Linked DNA regions of Sus scrofa: regions 1 and 2 are each linked to region 3. The links are chromatin contacts, called in public Hi-C and HiChIP or PLAC-seq maps. All regions are on one chromosome and are shown on one strand. Each heading gives the region's core, a stretch centred on a gene start, on an enhancer-like site or on the middle of the called end of the contact. The rest is flanking DNA. Distances are from core to core; before and after follow the strand shown. Region 1 holds the start of NASP (nuclear autoantigenic sperm protein). Region 2 overlaps TESK2 (dual specificity testis-specific protein kinase 2). Region 3 holds the start of TESK2 (dual specificity testis-specific protein kinase 2).

The links. Hi-C and Micro-C count contacts between places; a contact is called where the count stands out from the background. HiChIP or PLAC-seq counts read pairs in DNA pulled down with a chosen protein or histone mark.
Region 1: a Hi-C map of fetal liver shows a contact between it and region 3, with 2.5 times the contacts expected there. The contact joins the promoter of NASP here to the promoter of TESK2 in region 3. A contact is called at or near these places in 1 of 5 promoter capture datasets (liver), 12 of 47 Hi-C or Micro-C datasets (alveolar macrophages, blood, embryonic fibroblasts and 6 more) and 2 of 2 datasets of contacts at active chromatin or transcription factors (alveolar macrophages and skeletal muscle).
Region 2: a contact with region 3 is called in an H3K27ac HiChIP or PLAC-seq map of skeletal muscle, with 12 times the contacts expected there. The contact joins the enhancer-like site here to the promoter of TESK2 in region 3. A contact is called at or near these places in 3 of 5 promoter capture datasets (fetal liver, fetal skeletal muscle and liver), 34 of 47 Hi-C or Micro-C datasets (adipose tissue, alveolar macrophages, blood and 17 more) and 2 of 2 datasets of contacts at active chromatin or transcription factors (alveolar macrophages and skeletal muscle).

What each region holds. Positions count from the first base shown.
Region 1 is chr6:165,803,336-165,807,801 of Sscrofa11.1, reverse strand. NASP (nuclear autoantigenic sperm protein) reads left to right here and starts at 2,824. Exons shown (of 14, transcript XM_021096741.1): 1 at 2,824-3,033. The coding sequence starts at 2,975.
Region 2 is chr6:165,978,104-165,982,941 of Sscrofa11.1, reverse strand. All of the region lies in intron 5 of TESK2 (dual specificity testis-specific protein kinase 2), which reads right to left. Among named protein-coding and RNA genes, the nearest start is that of MUTYH, 22 kb to the left of the region's middle. Within about 2 kb of position 1,546, at least 20 of the 83 cell types and tissues checked have an H3K27ac peak or open chromatin away from gene starts, as enhancers often do. A contact at or near this core is called in adipose tissue, alveolar macrophages, liver and 3 more, where this site is marked.
Region 3 is chr6:165,872,490-165,877,183 of Sscrofa11.1, reverse strand. TESK2 (dual specificity testis-specific protein kinase 2) reads right to left here and starts at 3,008. Exons shown (of 12, transcript XM_021096752.1): 1 at 2,660-3,008; 2 at 1,874-1,984.

The DNA of each region.
Region 1 (4,466 bases), core at 1,575-4,074, 69 kb after region 3:
GTGCGTCAACCACTGTTGAATGCATTGGGGATCTAGCTGTAAGCAAGACAGGAAAAGTCACATGGAGCCTGTATACTTAGAAGGGGTGAGAATAAAACAAGACAAAAGTAAATAACTTTTTCATTATTATTTTTTTAGGACCACACCTGTGGCATATGGAAGTTCCCAGGCTAGGGGCTGAATCAGAGCTGCAGCTGCTGGCCTATGCCACAGTCACAGCAACAGGGTATCCAAACCCCATCTGTGACCTACCACAGTTTGCGGCAATGAGCGAGGGCCAGGGATCCGAACCTGCATCTTCATGGATACTAGTCAGGTTCGTTTCCACTGAGCCACAACAGGAACTCCACAAGTAAATAACTTTAGTTTTTTTTTTTTTTTTTTTTTTTGGTCTTTTGTTGTTGTTGTTGCTATTTCGTGGGCCGCTCCCGCGGCATATGGAGGTTCCCAGGCTAGGGGTTGAATCGGAGCTGTAGCCACCGGCCTACGCCAGAGCCACAGCAACGTGGGATCCGAGCCGCATCTGCAACCTACACCACAGCTCACGGCAACGCCGGATCGTTAACCCACCGAGCAAGGGCAGGGACCGAACCCGCAACCTCATGGTTCCTAGTCGGATTCGTTAACCACTGAGCCACGACGGGAACTCCAACTTTAGATTTTGATAAGTATAATGGCAAGAGATGATAGGGCTAGGCTTGGATCTGAGTGACGGTAGTAAAAACTGAACGTAGATAGATTTAAAATCCATTTTTTTGTTTGTCTTTTTGTCTTTTTAGGGCCGCACCTGCAGCATATGGAAGCACCTGGGCTAGGGGCTCAATCAGAGCTGCAGCTGCCAGCCTACACCGCAGCCACAGCCATGCCAGATCTGAGTCACATCTGTGACCTATGGAGCAGCTTGCAGCAATGCCAGATCCTTAACCCAACTGATGGAGGTCAGGGATCAAGCCCGCATCTTGATGGATACTAGTTGGGATCTTAAACCACTGACCACAGTTAAAACTCCTAAAATCCTTTTTAAAATATATATTTTAAAATAAAACTGAGTTCCTCAATGGCAGACACCATGTTTTTTGTCCTTAGAACAAAGCCATGGCTCAGTGGTTAAAGAATCCAACTAGGAACCATGAGATTGTGGGTTCAATCCCTGGCCTTGCTCGGTGAGTTAAGGATCTGGCGTTGCCCCGTGAGCTGTGGTGTAGGTCGCAGACGTGGCTCGGATCCCATGTTGCTGTGGCTATGGTATAGGCTGGCAGCTACAGCTCTGATTCAACCCTTAGCCTGGGAACCTCCATATGCTGCGGGAGCAGCCCCAGAAAAGGCAAGAGGACAAAAAACAAACAAAAAAACCAAAAAAACCCCCAAAGCCTTGTGAATCACAATTGTTCAGTGACTTTAATGAATGAGTGGGTCACACAAAGTTTTGGACTGGATTTCTCAGGCCTTACCCCTGGCTGCAAGGACTCTGGAGAGAGTGTCCTTCTCTAGAGCCCAGTGTTCCAGTACTGTGTCACCAGACTATGGTAGCCATTTAGTAAATGGTTAGCATGACACAGGCATAGTGCTGATTGTTGAAGCAAGCATTATCTCTAAGTCTCACAGTATTCTTAAAGAGTGGATACTAATATTGTCCTCATTTTATGCAGTCTTCTAAGGTTACATGACTGGGCTCAGGTAACCCAGCTAAAAACAGAGCCCACGTTTACTTGCTACAGGAATTTGCCATTTGCAGGTCTAGCTCCATATCCCCAAAGATTTCAAACTGCCTGAGTCTTGGCAGACTGGGATTCAAATCCTCCCTAGCCATCTTTCCCAGTATGTCTGAACCTGGATGGAAATGAAATTCCTGTTCTAATCGCTGTAGGCAAGGCCATGGTGGAAGGCAATGCATGACGCTCCAGGTGTGAGGAAGTACAATCAATTCAGCCTGCCAGGTATCTTCCATTCAGCCAGTTGCAGGAAACGAATCACATTACTTTCCATAAACGACTTGTCTTGCAACTTTCTGAGCAAGTCACACCTTCTCCGAACCTTGGTTTCTATTATTACCAAAGGGGTCTGATAACACCGTTGTCACTAGCAGCGTTGCTGTTAAGATTAAGGAAGACAGCTGATAGCTTTAAAGTGTCCAAGTACAGCACCCTCGCACATAAGGGACAAAAAAAAAAAAAAAAAAAAAGATAAACTGCAGCTAGGAACATACAAAAAGAGCTAGTTAGATTTGGAGTCTGGGTAGGGCCTAAGAGGATGGCATCAGCGGATTGGGCCAGCCCAAGGGGGCGGGTTCAGAGGGAGGAGCCCGCCGCGTCCTGCCTCAGCCCTGAGCTTTGAATCCAGCGCGGTAGTTTCAGCAGTGGCCAATCCTAGGACAGCTTCTTCTCGCGTCAGCTGTTGCTGAGGCTCTGAACCACGCGTCTCTTCACCCGATCAGTTCTAGCCGTTGCTGCTGTATCCGTGCTCTGCTCCTGCGTGTCCATCCGTTACGACTGAGAGGGCGGGCCGAAAGTCTCAGTTACCTCCCTGAAAATCCAGGCTAGAAAGAGACTCTCGACGACTCGCTCTAAATATGCAGAGCAGCACCAGCTTCCCCTCCTCTGGAAGCCTCTGGCCGAGGTCCAGTCAGGAGCTATAGTACCAAGATTCTCGTTCTTTTTTATACGCGACTTGCTAGAGAAGCAGGAAGTAGCTTTTTTCGAGGAAGGCGGGACAGGGACGAAAGGTACACTGCAGAACCAGTGAGGGCGGGGTATGTCCTTGGGCTGGATTGGGGCTGAGTCCTGGCCCTTTAAACTCGAGGGGGAGGGTCCGGAAGTGGATGGGCGGAGCGAAGGCCCCGGTATATAAGAGGACCCAGCCGCGCGGGGTCTCCAATCTGCCATTTTCTGTCCCCGGTTAAGTCCTAGGCTTTCCTAATTCCCTGTTTTTCTCACAGGCTCTGTTCCGTCCGCTGGTCCACCGTCTCAGGGTAACGATGGCCGCAGAGTCCACCGCTACTGCCGCCATCACCACGGAGCTGGTTTCCGCCGACAAGTAAGCTGGACGGTAGAGAGCTTGAGGCACTGGCCAGTCCGCGGAGAGGGGGTGGTGGACGGAGGCTCCGCGGGAGGGACAGACCGGAGGGTGGGAGGACGTGCCTCCCCGTGAGGCACGGTCGCTATCACCGGGAGGCCCTGACACGGGAGCAGCCCACCTCTTGCAGAGGACCGTGCTCCGCAGCAGGAACACCGGTCGCCTGGCGCCCCCTGCCCCGCATTTTGCGGCCGCCATCTTGCCGGGGGCAGCGGCGGCAGTTTCCATCGCCTGCCCCTCTCCTTCCTTCCCCGGCCCGGGGCTCTCGGCGGGGCCCCGGCGTGGCAGTGGGCCCTCACGCCCTGGTGTCCCCCCACTCCGGGGCCTCCGATAGGATCCTCAAACAACTCAGGAAAACAACCCACGGAGATTTGGCGCCAAAAAAAAAAAGGGAAAAAAAAAAAACCCTGCACGAGGAGGGAGGCCGGGCCGGTGGGTCGGAGGGGGCGGGGCCTCCCGGGGGCGGGGTCGTGCGCTCGCGAGCTCGCCGCCCTCCGCCCGCCCCGGAGCGGGGGGCGGGCCCCGGAGGAGGCGGGAAAACTCCATTGTTTGGGGCCGTGCGGCTCGCCCTGCCCCTCGGACTTCCGCGGCGGGGCGCGTGGACGCCTGTTCCCGCGGTCTCCCGGGTCGCTCTGTCCTCTTCTCCTTAGGTGGCCGTGTTCTTGGTTACTGTTTCTTTTCTGTGGCTCTTTGGGAGTTGGGAGTTCTGGCGAGGGGCTTGGCTGCTGCTGGGGGACCTTATCGGGGAGCGAAGCACCTCGTAGCTCTGCGTGGAGGTCTCCTCGCTTGCAGCGGTGTCGGGTTGCTAGGAGAATGGGCGAAGTATAATGGAAGGACTGGAGGGGTGATAGAAGACGTGAGTGCTGCGAAAGCAGCGCAGTGACACTCAGACACAGGTATTTTTCGAACAGTGAAAGAAAACTGGCTGTTTCATTCGAAGAAAAAGAATCCACATTATTATGTGGCAGAGTCTGGAGTAAACCCCAGTATTTTGTTTATTCCCTCATTATTTATCCCCCCTCCCCAAAGCTTACTTGAGAGGAAATTGCATGAAAACCTAGTTGAAGAGAACAATAAAGGCAGCATTCCTCAGTTAAGTAAGTTCCTGAGGCAATAAAGAGGTAAAGCTTTTAAGATGTTTGAGGGGGAGGGTAAAGAAAATTGGGTTTAGACTCTCTTGATGCACGTTATAATTCCAATATTAGCATTAAAAGAATAAAAACATGTATGTATAACTTCTAAAGCAGTAGAGAGGTGAAATAGAATGAGAAATAAACCTCAATTCAAAATTGGTTTTGATATTACTTTCATGGCCAAAGTATTGAGTATTGGGCTACAGTTTTGTCATCAGGAAAAAGCTTCAATTGGGTTTCTGTCCCCTCATGCCATTTCAA
Region 2 (4,838 bases), core at 297-2,796, 110 kb before region 3:
CATTTAATCTTCACATAACCCTAAGGTAAGTGTGCAATTAGTCTCATTTTACAAAAGGCACTTCGAGCTTAAACAACTTGCTCAAAGTTACCCAGTTATTAAGCAGCAGAGCCAGGGCTCAAACCCAGTCTGGCTCCAGGGCTGACGCTCTACTCCTGCATTGTCCTGGAGAGTTAGAGGTTGTGGCATCTGGAGTCAGAGAACCTCATGCAGAACAGGAGTTCAACTTTTTTGCCAAGTAAATCATGAATTTATTCAAACCTTACATGACGTCTTATATCCCTCCTCCTTCCAAGGAAGAAAAAGGGGGAAATTCCTCTAAGCCTAAAATTAAGCACTTCATACCTTTTTTTAAAGGTATGATAATAATTTTACAAAAGACTAGGGAACCTAATTGGATAGAAGACAAGAAATCTGAATTTTAGTTCAATTTTGCCTCTTAGCAGCCTTTTAAAACTTTGCACGAATCAATTAATAAGGCCGCCCTTCAGTTTTCCCACCTGCAGAGTAGGTATGACAATCCTCCATCCATATGACTCACAGTGTTCTCATGGGAACTGAATGAACAGAAATATATGAAAGTGCTAAGAAAAAATGTAAATTCCACATAATCTGAGATGTTCTGATGTGGCAACATAAATACCAAAAAGCACCAATTGGGGGCAGCACAACGCAGCACTTCAGATGCTTGGATGAAGCCAATCAGGTCTGGCAGGGCAGAGAGAAAGGCTAAAAATACACCAAACTTCTCAAAAGGGAAACCTGTTGATCTGCTTCATCTTGCTCAAGAATCCATCTTTGGAAATCTCCAAACGAGGCGTAATGACGGCATTTGCACTGTGCCTTCCTCTCCTTACTCGAGTTGGGTCTGTTCATGGTTCGCATCTAAGGTGCTCGTTTGCTAAAGAGCAGCTGAGCTTGTAAATTCCAAGCTACATGGGGGCCATGAAGCTGACAGGTGATCACACGGACAAATTTCTTTAGCTCTGAGAGTGAAGAAGACATGAAGAGGCAGCGGTTCACTTCTCCGGCATGGTGACCGTGTGACACAGAAGGCCTGACTTCAGGAACCATGCAGGTTTCCCAAATGAGGGCCAGGCAGAAGAGCCTGCTGAAAGGCCTGTCTGTGCACTCTCTGCGGGCTAAGCCAGGACTCCCGATTCTGGTTCAGAGACACACGTTTACCCCGTCCAGCCATGGCTCTGAAGGCCTGAGACATCCGCAGACCAAGCCACAGGGTGGAGGGCAGAGGACCAAGGTGAGACATGGGGAGGAACCACACAGGCTGGTGAGCCTGACTTTTCCACCCAAGATGAAAAATGTACAAACCAGGACCGCAGAGGGAAACCAAGTGGAGTTTGTCGTGACAACCCATTTCTCCGGCCTGCCTTCTGTGAACAATTCTTCGGTGGGGCTGATAACCCTCTGGGCCTTCAGAAACCACAACTTCTCAGTGTCTCAAGACCTTTTTGCATGTATGAGGAAAGGAAGTTTGAGATCTGCCAACAAGGAAGATTTCTAAGTTGCTACACACGCTGTGTGCCCATTAGTCGAAATGTCCACTTCCCCATAAGCAAATCCCCATGCAGACTCAGCTGGTGTGTCCTCTGAACAAATCCCTCTGTGGGAGGCAGAGGCAAGAGCAACTGTTCGAACACTTTCAGCTTTCTGGGTTGCGGATAACAGCTGCTTTGCTTTCATTTTCTTCCACACCGCTCCCCTGGGAGCCCAAAAACAACCTAAGGCATTGGCAACACATTTAAATACCTACTAGGTTTTTATAATTTTTACTCCTGCTCTTTTAAACTTTCAAGTTCTGGAAGTTCCCTTTTGGCACAAGGATCCAGTGTTGCCCCTGCAGCTGTGGCACAGGCTGCAGCTGCAATGCAGGTTCAATCCCTGGCCCGGGAACTTCCACATGCCTTGGGTGTGGCCAAAAAAAAAAAAAAAAAAAATTCCACCAAAAAACATAGTCACCTTTCAAGTTCAGAAAACTACAATACAATATGAGCCAATCGAATGTGTTATAGGTACTTTAATCCCTCTCAGTGACTGACTGGTCCTCAGCTTTACCTGTGCCAAAACCTGTCTTTCCTCCTCGTGCTCTAATAAAATGTCAGAGTTTCTGCCATTTCATTTGTGTTTGATACTTCATTTCAATAAAGACCCTTTTCCTAGAAGGCTCAATAAACAAATGCGTCTTGGGGACCAAATATTATGCAAGAAATTACAGAGTTCCCATCGTGGCTCAGTGGTTAACGAACCCAACTAGTATCCATGAGGAGGCGGGTTCGATCCCTGGCCTCGCTCAGTGGGTTAAAGATCCAGCATTACTGTGAGCTGTGGTGTAGGTCTCAGACATGGCTCGGATCTGGCATTGCTGTGGCTGTGGTGTAGGCCGGCAGCGACAGCTCCGATTAGACCCCTAGCCTGGGAACCTCCAGATGCCACAAGTGCGGCCCTAAAAAGCAAAAAAAAAAAAAAAAAAAAAAAAAAAGAAAAAAGAAAGAGAGGATATTCTGGAGCAGCACAAGGCAGTACTGAGGTAACAGTCACTACACCCAGGGCTCCTGCTCTCAAGTCTCACTGATTCTATTCTTTTCTTTCTAATCATAACTTGACCCAATCAAAACTAGTCAGAAGAACAAGACAAAATGGTTACTTTAAAAAAAAAACAAAACAACTTTGAATTATCAATGGACTGACACCTGTAACCAAACAAACTTATCTATGAACAGTGGGTCAAAGGCATATGCAGAGAGATTAAGAAAGAAATACCAACTGTAAGAATTATTATTCCTTTTTGAAAAACAGTCTAATTAGCCTAGGGCTGGCGCACTTATCTAAGGCAGATAAATGTGCTGCCACACAACTAACGAGATCATTTGCTGCCACCTAATTAGCAGGGTTGTCCTGAAGAAGATTCATCTACCTATCCATTTACCTACCCAAACACTGAAAACCTCCCATGTGAAAACACAAAGCTACGTGGGGCAAGTCCCTGCCCTTAGTTCACAGTCTAGTCGAGGTGTCACATAATCAATTTTTTCCACTCAGGACAATAACATGATCAGATATGCTACACAGAAATATCATTCTAACGGTTATGTACAAACCACATGGAAAGGCTAAGAATTGAGGCTGGGAGAACAGTTAGGAGGGTTCTAGAATTATCAGGTGAGAAGTAACGAAGGCAGCAAGAATGGAGAGGAGGTTGGTATCTGGCGACATCGCAGAGGTAGAACCAACATGATTTGGTGTTTAATCAAAGGCATGGAATAATTAAAAGATGGAAGGTGTACAAAGTATGTGAGCACAGTGTTTAGCTCACAGTTCACAACTCACTCTGCCCACTCTCAGCATCTTATTATTATCATCCCTCCCCGGGTCATCCCATTGGCTTGCTTGCTTGCTTGCTCTTTCCTTCCTTCCTTCCTTCCTTCCTTCCTTCCTTCCTTGCTTCCTTCCTTCCTTCCTCTCTCCTCCCTCCCTCCCTTTTCTTCCTTCCTTTCTTTCTGCTTTTTAGGGCTGCACCCGCAGCATACGGAGGTTCCCAGGCTAGGAGTCGAATTGGAACTACAGCTGCTGGCCTACACCACAGCTCCAGTAACTCGGGATCCAAGCTGCGTCTGAGACCTACACGGCAGCTCACAGCACCGCGGGATCCCTGACCCACGAAGTGAAGCTATGGATCGAACCCCCATCCTCATGGATGCGAGTCAGATTCGTGTTCCACTGAGCCATAACGAAACTCCCTCCATCGGCTTTCTAACTCGTCTTCTTTGCCCCTTCTTACATCTTGAATAGACTTAGCCCCCATTCGAATCCACTTTCCTTAATAGAGCCAAGATAATCCTTCTAAAATGCCAACCTGAAGCCATGTCCCTGTTAAAATTAGTCACCGACGCGCTTAGGATAAAACCCACAGTCCTCTGCATGGGACACAAAGCCTTTCACTCCTGCTTCTGAGGGTCCGACTCCCGTGTAGGCGCACATTTGCACACACCGCCGATCTCGTTACCTGGAATGCCTTTTCTCCACATAGGCCTGGCCACTCACCCACTGAGGATTCAGTTCCATTTCCTGGAAGCCCATTTGTAGGGTTGGGAGTAAGAAAGACATTCTAGGAGTTCCCTGGTGGCCTAGCAAGTTAAGGATCTGGCATTGTCAATGCTGTGGCGTGGGTTAGATCCCTGGCCCAGGGATTTCTGCATGCCATGGGCATGACCCCCCCGTGCCCCCAAAAAAAGATATTCTATGCAAAAGAAACATATAGTACAAAGATTAGTAGTTATTCCTTTTTTTCCTCCCTGCATAAAGTATAAGTAGAGGAGAAAGGATGGCGCTAAAAGGTTAAGGTGGGCAGTACAGGGTAGTGGTAGAGCCACCACACTGCTGCAGAGTTAGACTGCCTAGGACTGAATTTCACCTCTGAATAGTTGTGTAGCTCTGGGTTAGTTTTTCTTTAACACTCATCTATACAATGGGAATAATGACTGAACCTAATCCACAGAGTTACGAAGATGCAGTGAATTCATGTGTAAAATGATTAGAACAACGCCCAAGGAAGTTCTCCGTATCTTCATTGCTATTATTGCTATTCTTACTATATTTGCTATTAGTGTAGAAATTCTGGAACACCAAGATGAAACATCTACAGCTGATTTGGTGGGTCCTGGAGACCAATGAAGGCTTACAGGTAAAGGTATCGTATAATCTATTGTGTGTCGAATGACGCCTCTCCGAAAAATATGCTCCATTCCCAACCCTGTACCTATGAATGTGACCTTGTTTGAAAATAAGGTACTTTGTCGGTGTAATCACGTGAGGATGAGGTC
Region 3 (4,694 bases), core at 1,759-4,258:
TCCATTTTATCGTACTTGTAAATTCCAATTTTGTATCAACCAATTATCTTTTTTCTATTTTTTTTTCTTTTTGTTACTCAATGAATTTCATTACAGTTATAGTTGTACAATGATCATCACAACCAAATGTTACAGCATTTTCATCCCAAAACCCCCAGCTGTGAGTCAATATCTGTTCTGCAAAGAAGTTCATTGTGTCCTTTTTTTAGATTTCACATGTAAGTGATAGCATTTGAAGTAGGTATTTCACTGTCCGACTGACTTCACTTAACATGAAGTCTTTTTTTTTTTTTTTGAAGAGCTGCACCCGAGGCATATGGAAGCTCTCAGGTTAGGGGTCGAATCGGAGCTGTAGATGCCAGCCACAGCTACACCAAATCCTTAGCCCACTGAGCAGATCCTTAAACTGTTGAGCCATGAGGGAACTCCTACACTCTGCCTTGCTTTTTGTTTTACCTTGAAACTATACCCGCATACTCATGGATACTAGTCGGGTTAGTTACTGCTAAGCCACGACAGGAACTCCCATCAACCCAATTATCTTTTTTGCCCTCTTGGTCTTGGGCTCCTGGAGAAATGCAAAATCCACGCTCCGGGGTCCCATACAAATATATATTTCTAATTCTAATTGGGCCCTAAATATGGTCAGTAGCTTTTTTTTTTTAATCCTAATCTATTCCTCTTTCATTTTCCATCGAAGATGTCCATGGCCGTAATACTCAAGCCAGAAACCCCCCAGAGTACCTTTAGTCTCCAAAGATAACTGACTTCATAAATCACTGATCACATCAAGAAAATAAGACAATCTTCCAAACTCCCTCTCCTCCTTTTGCTCCTACCACATCGTTATCCATCTTGACGTCTATCCTTCCGGTGTCAAAGAATGAAATGCCCACCATATGTCCTAAATAACATTTCCCTCAACCGACAAAACTGTTTCACCTGCAATCAAAAGAGTAACACACATGAGCCATAGTGGAAAGAACAAAGGTTTCAGAGCTACCACAGATCTTTTTTAAATTATTGCCTATAGTCTTCCCAACTGTAAAAAAGGAATCCTGATACCTAAACAAGGCTGTTGTGACCTGTAAGGCGTCTTTATGATACCTGGCATATAGTATAATCTCAACAAAGATGTTTCACTATCAGCTCTCCTTCATAACCACAGTTGTCAAAAGATGAATTTTACTCACTGCCTCACACTTGCTCTTCAATCCATCATGATCTGACTACTGCCACCATTCCCACGTCACACTATGTACAGTAGTTTTCAAAGAAAACAAGCCAACTCCTAATTATTAAATTCAGTGGTTTCTTCCCAATTCTCATTCTGTTGGTCAAACGTCATACAGCGACGATCAGCCGCGCCCTTCTTGAAACCTTCTTCCTTTGGCTTCCATCATAGTGACACTCTGTTCTAGTTCTTGTTCCAGTCTTTTAACCTCTCTTCCTCAAGGTCTGTTACCCAAATAATGATGCTCCTTCTGGTCCGTAGCCCTTTTCTTCTCTTCTTTCAGTATTACCATCCCATTCTAAGGCTTCAAATATCCCCTATATATTCTCGGTAACCCTCAAATTTATGCATTCAGTTCCAACCCTTCTCCCAATTCTCAGACCCAAATTTCTAGCGACCCACAATGAAATCTGAAAAATCCCTCAAACGAAACGTGTCCAAAACCAAATTCATTGCTTTCCCTTACAATTGCTTCCTTACGTCCCTACTTCAATTAACACCACCAGTCCCTCCCACGAGTCAAGGTAGCCATCTCCCACTAATTCCGTTTGGAAACCTCATGGAATTGCACGCCTTTCTCTTCATTTTCGCGTCCCTCTTCCCCTCTGACCTGGATTAGCACACTCCTCTCCTGCCTACCTAGGCTTTCTGCCTCCATAGTCCTCACTTCTGAATTCCTCCTCCGTTTTCGCCGGAGATAATCCACCAAACCCAACCGCTGCTTACAGAAGCGTCGATGGTTCCCCATACCTACAGAATGAAGTCCAACTCATGTGGCAAGGCTTTTTCAGAGGGAAAAGCTGAACGGTTTCTACATTCGGCAAACCCGGCTTCATGCCAGCTACCTCTGAATACTGGCTTCGTCCAGAGTGTTTAAAGCGAGGGGGACGGGCAGAGGAGGGAAGAGGAGAGACGCGGAAAAGAGGGGTAACCGGGGGGAAGTGGAACGAAAGAGCCAGGAGTGTCTGCCCGGGGGAGTATCTCTCGAGAGGAGAAGTGGATGTTTTCGAGGGAAGAGTGTGTTTGAGAAGAGTGAGGGAGTCCGGAGCTCCGAGACGGCCGAGAGAAGCTCTCCGGGTGGAGCCAGAGGTCTCGGAAACAGGAGGGAAAGACTCCCGAGTCTCCGCAGGACAGAAAGTGCCCGAGAGGAGTCCGGGACCGGGTCCCTCCTACGAAGGAACGTCTCACGGGCTCCGGGCCTCCGGGGGGAGGGGAGGGGCTGTCCTGGGGCCCGGGAGGAAGTGAAGAGAAGGGAAAGGGGTCGAAGAGGGTCCCCAGCACGGAGAGGAGGACCTCCGGCAAGAGGAGGAGTCCTGCCAGTGCGGAAGATGTGAGCGCCAGTGCTCCGGGACGTAGACGGGTAGCAGCCGCCCGCGCGGGCCGGGGTGCCCCGGGCTCGTGCCCCACGCGCTCTCCTGGCGTTACCTGAGGCGGGACTTAGCAGCCAGAGAGGGGCCTGCGCGGGTGGGAGGGGGAGGCGGAGGCAAAGGGGGAGCATAGTAGCCCTCACAGCTCGGAGGCGGCAGCGGCTCTTAGCCTGCGGAGGCGGTGGGCGTCCCTCGCGCAGAAGCCGGCGACTCGGCGGGGCCAGCGGCGGCGAAGAACGAGGAGGCTACTGCCATGACCCCGCAGTCGGGGCCGCTCCCCCGCGCCTGCTCGGCGGGGCCAGAAGGGTGATCCGGCCGGCGAGTCAAAGAGAGCGGCTGGAAGCGCCGCTGGGCTCCCCGGCCGCAAGCAGGCGACCGAAACGCCTGCCCCGCAGGGCAGGGGAGCTAGGGGCGGGGCTTCAACTGCCACACCCCTCTACTCAAGCCCTCCCACAAAGCAGCCAATCAATGGTCCATCCTTGAAAAAACGAGCTAGAGGAATTGCCCAATTAGCGTTAAGAATGCCACGTGGTATGAGGGTGGGCACAATGGGCTTTCAGAAGAGCCAATCATCAGCCGCAAGCGCCAACGCTGGCGGAGGAAGGGAACCAATAGGAAGGAAGCGGAGGTAAAAACAGAAGAGGCAGTGTGTGGGAAAGGCGGAACCAAAGAGGAGGGAATACACCTGGGGGAAACCCAAGCACCCGAGCCTCTCAGGGGGCGGGACAGTAAACACAAAATGGACCAATCAAAGTGCCAAACATATACAACCGCTTGGTAATTGATAAACCCAACAGAAAATGGATTCGACTGGAGCAGCTTTTGGGTTGGTGAACTTATAGCTGAGTAGGCAAAAGCCGTATGAATGGTGAGTTGGACAGGAGCTCAGTATAGTGGGGGCGGGGGGGGACATACATAAACAACTACTAGTGACTCGAGATAGTAAGAGCAATGGGTAGAAATGCTAAGGGAGCAAGCAATTCATCTAGACTAAGATTCGACTTGGTGAAAGCTTCGAGGAGGTAATACTTGCGCTGCCTTGAAAAGAGGAGTAGAGAATAAGAATTCTATTCAACTGCTCAACAGGCGCGTATTTCCTCATGTTCTCCATATGCCTGGACCTCAGGCACTCATTATCTCATGCCTGAGCATATTGGAACAGGACAAGAGCAGCTAAAGAAACAGTGGAGTACGGGCCCTCCTGCACCAGCACTCCCTGGGATTAGAGACCTCTTCTCTGACATCTCTAGGCTTGCCTCCTATTGGAAGGGTCTTGATAGATGAGTGGGATTTGAATTAGTTAGAGGATGGGTGATGTGCATTCCTAGTGGCACTAAAGTTTAACAGAGAGAAGTGGTAGAAAATAAAAATGGAAAGAGAAGAGGTTAAATATGGGTGTAGCCATAAGCCAAACTTGCCCTTTCTTTTTTAGGCTGTGAGAATTATCCAAGGTTAACAGTAGAGTAGCCTTAACAGGACAGTTTTAGGAAGATTGATAGTTCACTGGCTCTCTGAAAGGAGAAAAGAGATCACCAGAGCCCAGTCCCCCTGGCCCAAAGCCTTTGATATCATTCTTGCAGCAAGAAATCATGTGCTGCCACCTGGTGACAGTTTAAATTCCATTGTTCCACATTGCTATTTAATGTTTCTGTTGTTTCTGTTGAGTCCTGGTACCCTTGCAAATCTGTCTTCCACCAAGCTTGATGCAAAGTAGCTGATAAGTAGGACACTGGTAGCCTGTAGATTAAATAATGCCATTATGCATATGTATCACCTGCCAGTGAAAGACATTAAAGACAGGGGGTTCCTTGCACCTGCTTTAGCAGGAAGATGAACCTTGATGGGAAGTTTTCAGTTTTGTTTTTTTTTAACAGGTACTGTTTGATCCAGGTCTGACCTCTACCATTCCACTCTCAGCAATCTCCCTAATTGGAGTTCCCGTCGTGGCGCAGTGGTTAACGAATCCGACTAGGAACCATGAGGTTGTGGGTTCGATCCCTGCCCTTGCTCAGTGGGTTAACGATCCGGCGTTGCCGTGAGCTGTGGTGTAGGTTGCAGATGTGGCTCGGATCCTGTGTTGCTGTGGCTCTGGC